Regions from separate parts of the Mus musculus genome. Here region 2 is linked to region 1. A link is a contact called in public promoter capture Hi-C data. All regions are on one chromosome and are shown on one strand. The core of a region is the stretch at or near the end of the contact, and the rest is flanking DNA. Distances in the headings are between cores, read along the strand shown. Region 1 holds the start of Tfcp2 (transcription factor CP2). Region 2 holds the start of Arf3 (ADP-ribosylation factor 3).

Region 1 (7,022 bases), core at 1,529-4,028:
GTCTGCATCACTATCCAACACCAAAGTAGTTCTAGAAAACAGGTTTTTAGCCTTAAGAGTCTCAAGGGGGGAGGGGGGGCTGGCGAGATGGCTCAGTGGTTGAGAGCGCCCACTGCTCTTCCAAAGGTCCCGAGTTCAAATCCCAGCAACCACATGGTGGCTCATAACCATCCGTAACGAAATCTGATGCCCTCTTCTGGAGTATCTGAGAACAGCTACAGTGTACTTATTTATAATAAATAAATAATCTTAAAAATAATTTTAAAAAAGTCTCAAAGGGGAAATTACAACAGGAGAGAAAGACAATAAAACTTATAGGAAAATGGGAAGGAAAAAGGAGTGTGGCTAAAGAATCAATTAGTTGATGATTCAAGGTCCTTGCCACCAAGACTGTGAGAGTCTGAGTTCCATCCTAGAATCCACACAGTGGAAGGACAAAAATCAATTCCTGAACGCTGCCCCTTGACCTCCACAAATGCCATGGGGCGCAGGTGTGCACACACACACACACACACACACACATAAATGGAAGGGGAAAATTCCAACACAAGTAACTATATTTTATCTGAAGACTATCAACAAAGAAATAAAATTCCTTTATCTAGAGAAGAAAGCTAAAATGGCAATGATCCACGTTAGAACCCAAGCCCATGTCACCTTCAAACATAGTCGTCCCACTTTCTCAGGTATTTTCTGCCAATCGCCAAAACAAGGCTAAATTTTTGTTGACAGTTAAAAAACATTTTAATTTCTGAAACTTTTGGGACCTAAGAGGAATCCCATGCATGATCCAAGGCCTGTTATAAGGTTTCTTAAAAATTCTGTCAAGTACAACTTCAGGCGCCTTCAAAAACACTAAATATAGTTACTGTAAAGACAGCGATGATCCCTTTGAGAAGCCTGAACCCCACTCCCTGGTGTGCCTTTCTTTCCTGCGCACACCTCATTTTGCCTTAGACCCCATGGTTGTTGAAGACCTTTAAATAAACTCCAACTCTGCTTCACAGTAACTTATCCTGAATTCTTTCTCTGTGGCACAGTCAAAAATCCAGCTTTAGGCTGGGCTGTGGTGATTCACACCTTTGATCTCAGCGCTTGGGAGGCGGAGGCAGGCAGATCTCTGAGTTCCAGGCCAACCTGGGCTACATAGAGAAACCCTGTCTCAAAAAAATAAATAAATAATAAAAAAAATTCCAGCTTTCCCTAAGCTGTGATTCCTGAGAGGAAGAAAACTCCCAGCAGTGGGGGGCAGTGTTTCCCACCCATCTTCCCTAACAAAAGGATATTTCTGCCTGATGCATAGGTGCTTAGGAACATCAAAAAGTTATCGGTGCCATTTTTTACTATGTAGCCAAACATGGTCTTGAGCTCCTAATCCCCCTCTTGCTGAGTGCTGGGTGCTGGTATTTCAGTTGTGCACTAGTACTCTCGTCTTTCTTTTGTCTTTTTGTTGTTGTTGTTGGGGTTTTTTTTGTTGTTGTTGTTTTTTCAAGACAGGGTTTCTCTGTGTAGTCCTGGCTGTCCTGGAACTCACTCTGTAGACCAGGCTGGCCTCGAACTCAGAAATCCGCCTGCCTCTGCCTCCCGAGTGCTGGGATCAAAGGCGTGCGCCTCTTTGTCACTTTTTAGACATTCTCAGCTCAAGTTTCCAAAGACAGGAACCCTGGAAGAAAACCTTAAAACAAGTCTGTTGTAAGAGACAGCTGTCTGTGGACTTCTTGTCCAAGGTATCCCATCTCTTCCCAACAAGTCGTCAACCTTGAACCTCAGTTCCCAGCTGCCGGACTTCTTTAGATATCCCTCAACTGCCCCTTCTTCACGTGAATCCAGACATACCCAAGCATACAGTCAGTGTCCAAGTCTCCTACACCATCTGGATGCAAGGGCCCTACAGAGTTGACTCTAGAGTCTTTCCTGTCCTCCCATACCACTACTACTCAAACCAGAGGATGGGGGAGGTAGGGAGGTGTAAGGGGGGGGGTAATCTGCCCACCAAGCTGCAGGCTGTTCTCTTAAACTGTACAGCCGCCCTCCCACCTTTCAAGATCCTGCCTTTGTTATTAAGAAGGTAAGGTCTGGGAGGCATCTCACTCACCTCATACTATAAGCACCAGCACCCAGTTCCTGGCCAATGCCGGACAGGCTAGCATCAAAGTCCTGCACAAGCCCCGACTCGATCACTTCGTCGGCTAGCGGCAGCTTCAGAGCCCAGGCCATCCCGGCTCCTTCCTTGCCCCAACAGGCGCCGGCTCCTGTACAAAGGCGCGGAGCGTAACTCTACCCGGCAGACAGCACAGTGGAAGTCAGCTACAAACCCAGCTCCTCGCGCAGCGCCCCAAGCCTGACCTACGGGCTGCACCCTGGCTACTCCTCGGGAGCCCCGGTGACAGGAATCCCTCCCGTTCGGCTCTCGGGATCGTGAGGCACCAGGTCCCGCCGGAGCTCAGCCGGACTCGGGCTCTCTGAAGCCCACCGGTCGGTCGCTCGGCGTCCTCCGCTCAGCCTCAAAGCGGAGACGCGCAGGACACCGGGCGCTCCGAGCGTCCCCTCCGCCCCCCTAGGTGGAAAGCTCCTCCCTCCGGGCATCCGCACTTTCCCTCAGGCCTCGCTTCCGGTCAACCAGATAACTTCCGGTCACCGATTCTTCTCCCCGCCCCCCCACTCCGCTCTCAGCACAAACCCAGGGTTCCTCCGAGCCGTCCCCACACCCTCCTTAGCCACCACGACCGCCTGGAAGCGTGGACAGCGAAAGTTCGGCGCAGACTCGAAGCGCAAACCCGCCCCCAGCGCCAACCAATCAGGACGTCCGCTACGGCCATGGCGCAACGTCACCATCCATCTACCAATGAAGAAGAGACTGGTTCTGTCTTCGCAGCGGTGATAGGCTATCGACGCGAAGGCTTCCGCCCCCGGAGTAGTGGGCGGGCTCAGTGCTTAGGCGTGAACCCGGGTCGCAGGCTCTCGGTCCTGACAGTAGAGCAGAACTGCGGTTCTATCTTTCCGCTTCCCGCTCCCATTCCCGGAGGGACTTTCGTTCCCGTGTGTCCAGTCCTAAACTCTCCCCATTTGCCTTCCCTTATCTTCACCCTTCTCCCTAAGGCATTCGCGCAGGAAACAGGGAAAACTATTGGGGTTTTTGTTGATGTTCAGACGGGGTCTTTAGGTAACTTTAGCTGACCCAGAACTGAGAGATCCACACCCCCAGCCTGAGTGCTAGGATCAAAAGCGTGCACACTACACCTTGCTTGTTGTTTTGTTTCTGTTTGGTTGGTTCTTTGATGTTTTGTTTTTGTTTGTTTTAGGCAATGATGAATGAGTGTTGGGGAAAAATCTGCAGAGCAAAGTCAGAGCTGGCATCTTTATTTATAGTATGATAACTTAAGAGTATTCTCCAAGAGATTGAATTTACTAAACTGTAAATCAAGAACAACCATAGCCAGGCATAGTGGTTCATGCCTTTGATCCCAGCACTCCAGAGACAGAGGCAGGCAGATCTGATTTCCAGGTGAGCCAGGGCTAGATAATGAAGACCCTGGAGCAGGAGGTGAAATCATACCTCCTCCACCTTGCTCCTGAGGATTAATTACGGCCATTTTTAAAATTAAGCACGGGCAAAATACCTGTATGCTATGAACAGTATTGCAGAAGTCCTCAAGACAGGGTTGTAATCCCTTCCTAAAAGGGCATTGTGTGTTCCTAAAAACCTAGCACTCAGTAGGCTGAGGCAGAAGGATCTCCACAAGTTCAAGAACAGTCTAGACTACATAGCAATTTCCATAACAGCCAGGTCTACCTAGCATCTCTAGTCATTGTTTGCTCGTTTGTTGAGACAGGGTTCTTTTTGTCGCCTGGGCTGTCTTGGAACTCTGTATACCACTAGGGTCCTTAGGTCACCAGACTGGCCTTGAAGTCAAAAGATCTGCCTGCCTCTGCCTCCCATCTTAAAAAAAAAAAAATTCTAAAGGTAAATGTCACTTATTTTACCAAACAGAAAGGTAAGGCTAGAACTAAATTGTCATGATAAACATGCCTCTGCCGGCCAAAGACATCCCCTGTCTGTGGAAGTGTGCTTCGTTCTGTATGCCAACACAATATCCTTATAGTCTGCTTTGACTTAGATTTGTATATAACTACTTCTCCCACTGAGTTTCTACCTCAGGAGAGATAGGGAAATGACTTGGTATGGTGGCTTACATCTTTAATCCCTGAATCTAGGAGGCAGACACAGGAGAATCTGTGGGGTTTAAGGCCAGCCTGGTCTACAAGGGCTCCATAGATGCTGTGTTAAAGAAGAACAGGTAAAAGGCCCGGCCTTGTAGCATATTCCTGTAATTCCAGCACTGAGGAAATGAGGCGTAAGGATCATGAGTGCTTGCAAGGCCAGCCTGGGCTGAATAGGAAGCTGGTGACTAGCCCACAATCTAGAGTGAGACCCTGTCTCCAAAAGAAGAAAGAAAGAAAAAGAAAGGGGCAAAGGCTGGAGAGATGGCTAAGTGGTTAAGAACAAAAACTGAGTATGGCCGTAGTGGCACACACACCTTTAATCACAGCACATGGGAGACAGAGGCAGGTGGGTCTGAGTTCAAGACCAACCTGGTCTACAGAGCAAGTTCCAGGACAGCCAATGACACACAGAGAAATACTGTTGGCATATTTGTTTAGCAAGTTTACTGGGTTCTTATATCTACCATCCTTTCAACCCTTATTCCACCCTAATTCCTTCCAATCCCCCAACATGAGGTAGAAGATAAAGAAGATTAGAGGAGGAAGGGAGCATAGACCTCTTTAGTTTACTTCCTGCTGATTAGGGGCATCCAGTTCCTTGGGGCAAGGCCAATCTCCATTGTTAGAATATCCAGTAATCCAGCAATTCAGCAATAGCAAACCAGCAATCTAGCAGATGCAATAGCAGGAACAAGTGGGGGGGGGATTGGGGGGGGAGCCACCACAGGCCCATTCGGGGCTCTCCTCTTTGTACCCTCTCCAGAGTCCCCAAAATTAAATTATCTGAAGCTGGAAAAGCTCACACCCCTGCTAGTGCACGAGGCAAATCATAATCACCCACTGTGAAGTAGACTCTTATCCTACACCTGGGGTTAAAACAAACACATATTCATGTAACATAACTTTTTTTTTTTAAGAAACCAATATTCTCACTACAAAATCCTGTCTCAAAACAAACAAACACACAAACAAAATGAAACGAAACAAAAAACTGCTCAGAAACTCATATAACTCCAGGCCAAGAGTGATCCAATGCTTTTGACTACTGTGGGCACTCACATGTACCCCCCCCAACACACACAATTAATTATAAATTTTTAAGGGGGCTGGAGTGATGGCTCAGTGGTTAAGAACACAGGCTGCTCTTCCAGAGGATGGGGGTTCAATCTCCAGCACCCACATGACAGCTTATAACAGTCTATAACACCAGTCCCAGGGAATCTAACATCTGTTCTGGCCTCCTGAGGGCACCAGGCACACACACAGTGAACAGACATACTTGAGGCAAAATACCCATACACATAAAATACATTTTTAAAAAAATAAAAGATTGTAAAAGGGAACAGGTATTCACCTTTGCTCTTTATCCACTCCCACAGCTGAAAACTTGTGTTCTATCCCTGAGAGTTAGAGTCCTTTCAGTGAGTGGGTTTTCCAATGCAGGGTATCTGGGCAATTGGTAACTAAAGAATACCATAAAGTCACACGATGCAAGAAACCTCACACAGTGTGGGAAGCCACATGTGCAGTTGCAGTGCATAGGCACTGACTACTGCTGGCCACCACACATAAGTTTGGACAAACAACCAATGTGTACATATGCAGTAAAGCTTTTTGCCAAGTCACTGCCTGGCCCAGGCATGTTAATGAGGTACTGAGAATATAACCAATCAGATGTGAGACATGCAAATGAGGTATGTTAATTAGGTTCTGTGAGGTACTGAGAGAGAGAGTAGCCAATCAGATGAGGAACATGCAAATGAGGCATAGTGCATAACCAATCCGGGTGTGAGACATGCCTCTCCTAGGCCTATATAAGCAGCACCATTTCTGGGCTTGGGGTCTCTTCACCTCTGCAATCAAGCTCTCCCAATAAATGTGTGCAGAAGGATCCTGTTGCAGCGTCATTACTGCTGGCCAGTCCGGCGCACGCAAGGACACAGAAGATTTACTGGGGAGAAACACAGAATGGTGGTGGTCTCAGAGCAGGAACAGAGATGGCAGTGGGCCACATGTGCAGAGGACGCAGGGGTTTATAGGGTCCTTAGAAGCTTGTGCAGGGGAGAGTATGCAGCCAGTATTGCTTGGTTATTAACCTTGAGTCACGGTGTGTGTGTGTGTGTGTGTGTGTGTGTGTGTGTGTGTGTGTGTGTGTATGTGTATTTCCAAGTCCTGGGTTCAGGGACAGGTTAGGACAGGGTAATTTTCCATTGGTCTGATACCCCCCACATACACACACACTTGGACTGATACCCCCCAACTTGGACTGGCCAGAATGTTCAGAGAAATCAAAAGTACCACCAGTTTTTCTTGCTCTGACTGAAGAGATGGAAATTCTGCCTCTTTCCATCTCAACCAGACCAATGGGAGGAGCACGGGAGGCCAGGAAGAGACCGACTGACTCCCTTACAAGGGAAGCCAGGAGGCCAATTCTTCCGCACCTGACCCCTTCACTTCAGGAGTTGCTTCACATATGAAGAAGCTGGGCAGTCATTATCTGAGGCTATAGGAGCATGCCCTGTTCTTCCCCTAAGGGAAGCACCACCAACAGATTCCCGTTACACACAAATAAATGGGGGTAGGGAAGAGAGACCCTTGCCCCCATTGGTGGTTTATGTCCCGTTCTCTGCCAGTGATTGGTATGGTTGGAAGACCCCAAACCCTCCAGTCTCTGATAAGCCACAGGCCCTTATCAGTCTATTGGAAACTGCCTTTTACACTCACCAGCCAACCTGGGATGACTGCCAGAAACACTAGGCTACCTTATTCATAGCCGAGGAGTGAAACAGGATCCAGCT
Region 2 (7,022 bases), core at 2,259-4,758, 1.8 Mb before region 1:
TTGCTTGTTTGTTTGTTTTTTTGAGACAGGGTTTCTCTGTGTAGCCCTGGCTGTCCTGGAACTCACTCTGTAGACCAGGCTGGCCTCGAACTCAGAAATCCACCTGCCTCTGCCTCCCGAGTGCTGGGATTAAAGGTGTGCGCCACCACGCCTGGCTCAAATCTTTAACTTCTGATCCCCCCACCTCTGATCTCCCATGAGTAGCGGCACCATACCTACTAGATATGGAACACCAGGGTTGTACTTATCAAGGAAGCACTCTGCCAACTAAGCCCCAGCCCACCATCTTCTTATAAGATTTATTTATTTATTTCAGCACATCCATGCTTTGTCTTCATGTCAGTGTACCCTGCACCTGCCTGGTGCCCAGTAAGCCAGGAGACACCGGGTCCCTGGAACTAAAGATGGTTTGGAGCCCACAGGTGGATGCTGACAAAGCAAACTTGGAGCCTTCTGTAAGAACAAATGCTCTTAACTGATGAGCCATCTCTTCAGCTTCATCCTTTTTCTTTTCTTTTTTTTTTTTTAATTAAACTATACGTGTGTGCATGCAGGTTTGGTTGGGTCTCCTGGAGCTGAGCTGCAGGTGTTGTGGCTCGGGAAGCAGGAGCTGGGAACTCAACTCCAGTCCTCTGAACAAGAGCCAACCGAGTCTAGCACTGTGCCAATTGGGAGGGGAGACGGTTCGTTATTCAAACAAGGTCTCTCCTGGCATCTGCTGGCCTCCACCTTTCAAGTACTAGGATCACATGCTGTCTTACTTGTCACACGCGGTTATGGAATGACTTTTCTTAAAAGAATCTCTTTTTCTTCTCTTTTCACATCGTTTTTGTTTGGAAGCCAGAGACTGACGATGAAAGAATCTGTCCTCTCCTTCTACCTTGTGGACCTGGGGCAGGAGTACGGAATCAGACTCAGGTCTTCAAGCTTGCTGGCAGGAGCTTTCCTCCACTGAACCAGCCAGCCAGCCCTCCAGTGGCCTTTCTAACCAACACTACTCTGGATCACCACACGCCCTTGCATCCAAGATGTTCTCGGCCCCTGCCCTGCTCCAGCTTCACCTCTCCCTGAAGCATTACGTGCTACGGCTATGAGCTGATACAGACAAGAATAAAACGTTACCACTCACGAGGCACTGAGTAAAGTCACTGTAACAACTGTCCCTTCACATAGGCCCACCCTGCTCTTCTACTAACTAGCTCTCTTTTACAGCAGCCCTGCCTGAGTGTTGGTGCCACACTACATGACGGTGGGCAGTCAGCATGTGCTGTGTGCCCTATGCAGTTCTCAGGACTTTTCACTTATCTCATTTAACTCTCACGACAGCCTACTAGGTAGCTGCTACCATGACTCTCCTTATGCAAAAGGAAAAATGAAACCTAAGTGCGAACAAGTAAGTTATCAAATGTATACAACAGGACAGCATGGGACAGCTCGGGACAGCACAGGCAGGAGGTGAGCCTGGCCCCATCTTGTCTGTCTCTACAACCCAGCTTCAATCACTGCGGCATCCCGCCTCTAAGCACACCGTTAGCCAAAGCACTGGTGTGCTCTGACTCACAGGCCTCTTGGTATCTACTTCCAAAGCTATGTGAGGAAGCAGATCCCAGTTTCTGTCAGCCACAGCCTCAACTTTAACAACCCTGGCTTTAAAGAAGTTTCTCCTTCTCATCAGTAGAGAACTCCTTCCCCTCGCTGCACTACCTCTTCCTTAAGCAGTAGCTAGAAACCTTGCGCAGTTCTATGCATTGCTATCCCGTGTTCTTACAAAAGCAAGATTCAAATCCAGCCTGTCTCAAAAAAGGAAGTAAGGGTCTGCCTCGGTTCCCAGGTCAACCTCAGCACTCCAGAGACAGCGGCAGGCAGCTGGTAGGTTGAGGCGAGCAAGGGCACTGCATCTCAAACAAACAAAGGAGTAAGGGAGGGGGAAAGGAAGGAGAGAAAGAAGGAAAACTGTGCAGGAGTGACTGTGTGACACCTGGGAGCCCTTTCCAGCTGCCTCCAAGGTCAGTGACTCCTTGTGTGAAAAGCTGAATGTAAGTGGATGGGCCTTTCTTAAAACGGCCTTTAACAATGTACTCAAGCGCAGGTCCAACATGCCAAAGGCCAACCCAATGGCCACTGCAGCACACAGTGGGGATACTATCCCCAAACAGGTCTAAGACAAAATGGCAGCAAAGACAGTTCCCTATCCCCCTGCCTGGGGTCACAGATGGAGGTATGCAGAGACTAGATTCTATCCTGTTGCAATGACTCAAGCAATCAGACTCCTGCAGCAGATCTCCTCCCAATAAAACTTTCATGCCATGGACCCAAGGGTGACCCAATGCAACAGTGGCAGAGACGGGTTTTACATTACCCGTCTCCCTAATGACCTCACTATTTTCTTCTTAGTCCTGACCACATACATAACCCTCCACTACATTCTTCCTGGCCCAGAGACCCTCTCCCCCCCCCCCAAAAAAAAAAACAAGTCTCTCCAAAGAGTTACGACTTAACTAAAGGACCCTGAGGTTTTAACAGGGAACTTCACCTCCCCACCTCCCCCTCCTTCCTTCAAAAAGGACTGGCATGCTAAGCAAAGGCTTCATTTTCTGTTCCGGGAATCCTGGTACTTCCTAGAGAAAGAAAGCGGATTGGAAGACACAAACTCAGGGCCAGTGACAAGCTGCTCCCTCCTTCGGTGACACCGCCCCCGCTCCGCCTGGGGGAGGAAGGCCCCACCTCTCTCCTCCGAGCTAGCTCAGGTCCCCCTCCCCCGTCTCCAGCCTCCTCTCCACCCTCTCCCCACCTGCTGCCCTCTTCCCAACACCCCAGAGCAGAGCGCCACCTCCGTGAGGACCGTGCGCAGCCAGCCGAGCCCCACCAGTAGGCCCTGATACTAAGCCCCGGCCCCCCACGCCTCGCGCTGGGTGAGGGAGGAGAATAACCACGGCACGGCACGGCTTTTCTTTGGTTCCCCCACAGCTCGGGCGGGGGAGGGAGAGAGAAAAGGCAGCGTTCCTCGCAGCCCTTTAAACCCAAGGAAAAGAGAGCCAAACAGCCACACCGCCCCCGCGTCCCCCTCCCACAGGTCAGCCTGCCTCCCCCTCGTCCCCAACCCTCCCAAGCTCACCTCTGCAGCCCAGGTCGCACCCTCGGGGGAGGCGGAGGACAAATCCGTGTGCGCCCCCCGCCCCCACCCCAGCTCGGCGTCCTTCGGCTGCGGGGACAGGAGTGGGGCTGGGGTCCCCAAGCTCAGCGAGGATCACCCCCCACACCAGCACCTCGCCCAGACGGTGCGAGCCGGACCGCGGCCGGGGGCCTCGGGCTCCCACCCGGACCCAGCCTCTTCCCTGCCCGGACCCGCCTTCCCTCCCCAGCTCCGAACCTGTTCCTGCTCCCTGCGCCGCGGCTGCCACCGCCGCCTCCGCCCCCGCAGGTTCCGCCCGGCTCTCCGGCCGCTGCCTCCCGCTCCGCAAGCCGACCCGACCGCGGTGAAGATGGTCCGCTGGCCCGCTCCCCGGCTCCCTCCTGCCCGCCCTCCACCTAGCACCGGAAGCCGCGACGGCGACAGGAGCTGTGCGGCGAACACCCACCCCCAGCCCGGGCTACTTCCCACCTCCACGATCGCGCGAGAAGTGCGCGGTAGCGAGCGGCAGTTCTCGCGAGACCCATCACCATGGCAGCGGCTGCAGCAAAAGCAGCCGGTGCTGAAGCTGAGCCTAGGCGGGGGCCTGTGTGGGGGCTGGAGGATCGGAAGGCACGGCGTGTAGAGGGGGCTGTGGGCACTGAGGTGAGGCTCCCGAGCAGAGCGAGCTCCGGGACCTTGCCACATCCTGGCTGCGCTGGCCACAGGGCTCGGACCAGGGAGTCTCCGGGGTTTCTTAAGCAGAGCCCATGTGGAGCATGGAGGATGAAAACGGTTGCTGTATCCTGCTCTAGTCCAGTCTTATTCCAAATAAACAGCGCATCACTCGCACCCCACCTGCTAATCCGCTCTGCTCCCTAGTTCCTAAGGATGCTTTCTCTGAGATCCTTTCCCATAAAGGAAGAGGAGAAAGAACGATGCATTCCAGATACTAGAGGAAACATCTGGATGGGGTCGTCTAGGAGGTTGAGGCTGAAAGGCAGAGGGCAGAAACTCAGAGGCGGCTCTCATGAAGTCTCTCTAGATGAGTCTGGATTTTAGTATCCCCAGGAAAGCGCACCCAGGACCCCGCCTTCCTTCCCTGACACTCATCTTTTGACATGATGGAGACACTGCCTGAGACTCTAGCCACAAGCTATGTTAGAATCTGAGCTAGAAGGGTCCTCGCCAGAAACGGGTGCTCTTACCCACTGAGCCATCTCACCAGCCCCCACTGCGTTCTTTAAATGCATCAAGTATAAGAGCTTGGTGCAGCGTTATAACTCTTCTCTCCCTCCAAAACATAGGCTGGGAACAGAATCTATCTCTTGTCACATCTGTCTCTGGTTTATACCTTTATACCAGTTTGTCTTCTCTTGTTTACCTCAAAAATTACAGGACTGGCTGGGGGCGGTGGTGGCACAAGCTTTTAATCCCAGCACTGGAGACTAGGGTGCAGAGGCAGGTGGATGTCTGTGAGTTAAAGGTCAGTCTGATTTACAGAGCAGGCTCCAGAACAGCCAGAGATGGTTAACGAAGAGATGGACAGCAAGGAACTTGCTTATAACGAAGAGAATTATATTTGTCCCCACTCAGGACTCAATGCTGTTGAGAGCCTTTGTTAAGCTCTGGTTTTTGCTCGTTTTTCCCTCCATTTATTAACTCTGTGTGTGTGTGCTTGTATGAGAGATTGCGGGTGCACTTGTGCTCTAGCAAGATGTGGAGGTTAGAGAGGACACCTTTTGGGAGTCGCTGTTCTTGACTTTTTTCCCTCGTTGGGCCAGGATCTCTGGTTTCTGCTGCTGCAGTGCACACTCTAGGCTAGCTCTGTGTGATTCTCCTGGCATCATCCCCCATCTTACTTTAGGAATGCTTTCATTACACCACAGGCATTCAGCTTTAAAATATATATATTTGTTATTGTTGTGTTTGAGACAGGGGCTCACTATGTAGCCCCACCTGGCCTGGAATTCACTTTATAGACCAAGTTGGCATTGAACTCAAATACGATCTGCCTGCCTCTGCCTCCTGAGTGCTTAGATTAAAGGTATTTGTCACACATCCAGCCAAATGGATTTATTTTTAACTGTACCTACGCACATACGTCTCTGTGTGTGAGTAGGTGCCTGTAAGTGTGGATATCTACTACAGGGAGAAAAAAATGTAACATTCTCTGGAGACAAAGTTACAAGCAGTTGTTCCACGTGGTGCTGGGAGCCAGGTCCTCTAGGCAAGAGAGGTCAGTAAGAGCCTGATCGCCCTCCACCTATTACAACAGGCTCTGGGGAACAAGCTCGGGCCAAGCTTGTCTTGCTAGTACTTTTAATGGCTGAACTATCTCCCTAGCCCATATCCTGGGTTCTTAAAGGCAAGAGACTCCCCAAAATATAGTTACTGTGCTAGGTAGTTTTATGTCAGCTGGACTCCGGTTACAGAGTCCTGCAGGAAGAGAGAACCTCAATTAAGAAAATGTCTTGCTCTATCAGCTCGGGCTGGAAGCAGGCCTGGGGGACATTTTCTTTGAGTGATAGTTTGAGAAAGCCAAGCTCACTGTAGGAGGTGTCACCCCTGGGTTGTATGTTGTATAAGAAATCAGGCTGAGCAAGCCTATGTATAAGCAGCAATCTTCCGTGGCCTCTGCTTCTGTTTCTGCCTCCAGGTTCCTACCCTGAGTTCCAACTCAGTGATGAACTATAATAAACCCTTTCTTCCTCAGGTTGCATTTGGACAGTAGGCGTGAGATGTTGCTGTCACAGACCTGACCTTGTGTTTTGGGGAGGATTGTGGTGGCATCTGAACTCTGGGCTGGGAAAGCCGTTGTGTGCTCAGAGTTCCGTGGGTTGCTGTGGGGACTTAGAAGATAATGCCAAGAGCAGTGCAGACGACAGAGGCCTGACTTGGGAAGTTACAGGGAGAAATTGGAAAGTCCCTTAAAGAGTCTAAGTCTCATATTTTGAATTAAGAGCCGCTAAAGTGCACATGTGGTGGCTCACACCTTTAATCCCAGGACTCTGGGGGGTAGAGGCAGATGGATTGCTGTGAGTTCACAGCCAGAGTGATCAACATAGTAAGTTCCAGGCCAGCCAGGGCTATATAGAGGGACCCCAGCCAATAATAATAAAAAAACAAAACAACAACAACAACAACAAAAAAAGAACAACTAAAGTGAAACTTTTACTTTACTTAATTGATACTGGACAGCTGGGGCTGAAGAATCAGCTGTGATTAAGGAAAGAGCAGTCCAGGGTGGTGGCACAGGCCTTTAATCCCAGCACTTGGGAAGCAGAGCCAGGTGGACCTCTGACTTTGAGGCCAGTCTGGTCTACTGTCACCACATGGCAAGGTCAGGGGGGGGGGGAGGAGGGGGGAGAGGAGGAGAACACAATCCAGCTGCAGCAGAGACCCAGCCTTTTGGAGATGCCAGCACCGTGGGACAACTGCCAAGGACAGAAGAAACTGTGGAATAGCGCTGCCCTGGGCCCAGGAGACAAGCTGGCAGAGTTGAGGCCACAGAGCACTTTGAGGCCCAAAGAACCATGAGGAGGCCCCAGCGCTGGCCTTTTTACCGGGCTGGACTCTGGTTTTGCTTTGCTTTGTTTGTGATTGTCCTGGTTTCTCCTTTTTGAAGCAATAACGTATGTAGCTTTTTTTTTTTTTTTTTTTTTATTTCACAGGACTCCACGCTTAAGAAACTTCAGAATTTTACAGCGATTTTGAATGTTTTAGAAAAACATTGAACTTTAAAAGAGACTTCAGGGCTGGTGAGATGGCTCAGTGGGTAAGAGCACTGGACTGCTCTTCCGAAGGTCCAGAGTTCAAATCCCAGCAACCACATGGTGGCTCACAACCATCCGTAATGAGATCTGACTCCCTCTTCTGGAGTATCTGAAGACAGCTACAGTGTACTTACATA

What was found. Promoter capture Hi-C pulls out the DNA fragments that hold promoters and counts their contacts.
Region 2: a contact with region 1 is called in a promoter capture Hi-C map of liver, with 2.5 times the contacts expected there. The contact joins the promoter of Arf3 here to the promoter of Tfcp2 in region 1. A contact is called at or near these places in 2 of 39 promoter capture datasets (liver and pre-B cells).

What each region holds. Positions count from the first base shown.
Region 1 is chr15:100,549,230-100,556,251 of GRCm38.p6, forward strand. It overlaps Tfcp2 (transcription factor CP2), which reads right to left and starts at 2,779. Exons shown (of 16, transcript NM_033476.3): 1 at 2,681-2,779; 2 at 2,096-2,252. The coding sequence starts at 2,217.
Region 2 is chr15:98,759,610-98,766,631 of GRCm38.p6, forward strand. Arf3 (ADP-ribosylation factor 3) reads right to left here and starts at 3,509. Exons shown (of 5, transcript NM_007478.3): 1 at 3,371-3,509. LOC115488470 reads right to left here and starts at 2,437. Exons shown (of 1, transcript XM_030248862.1): 1 at 1-2,437. The coding sequence starts at 2,303. The coding sequence ends at 1,839.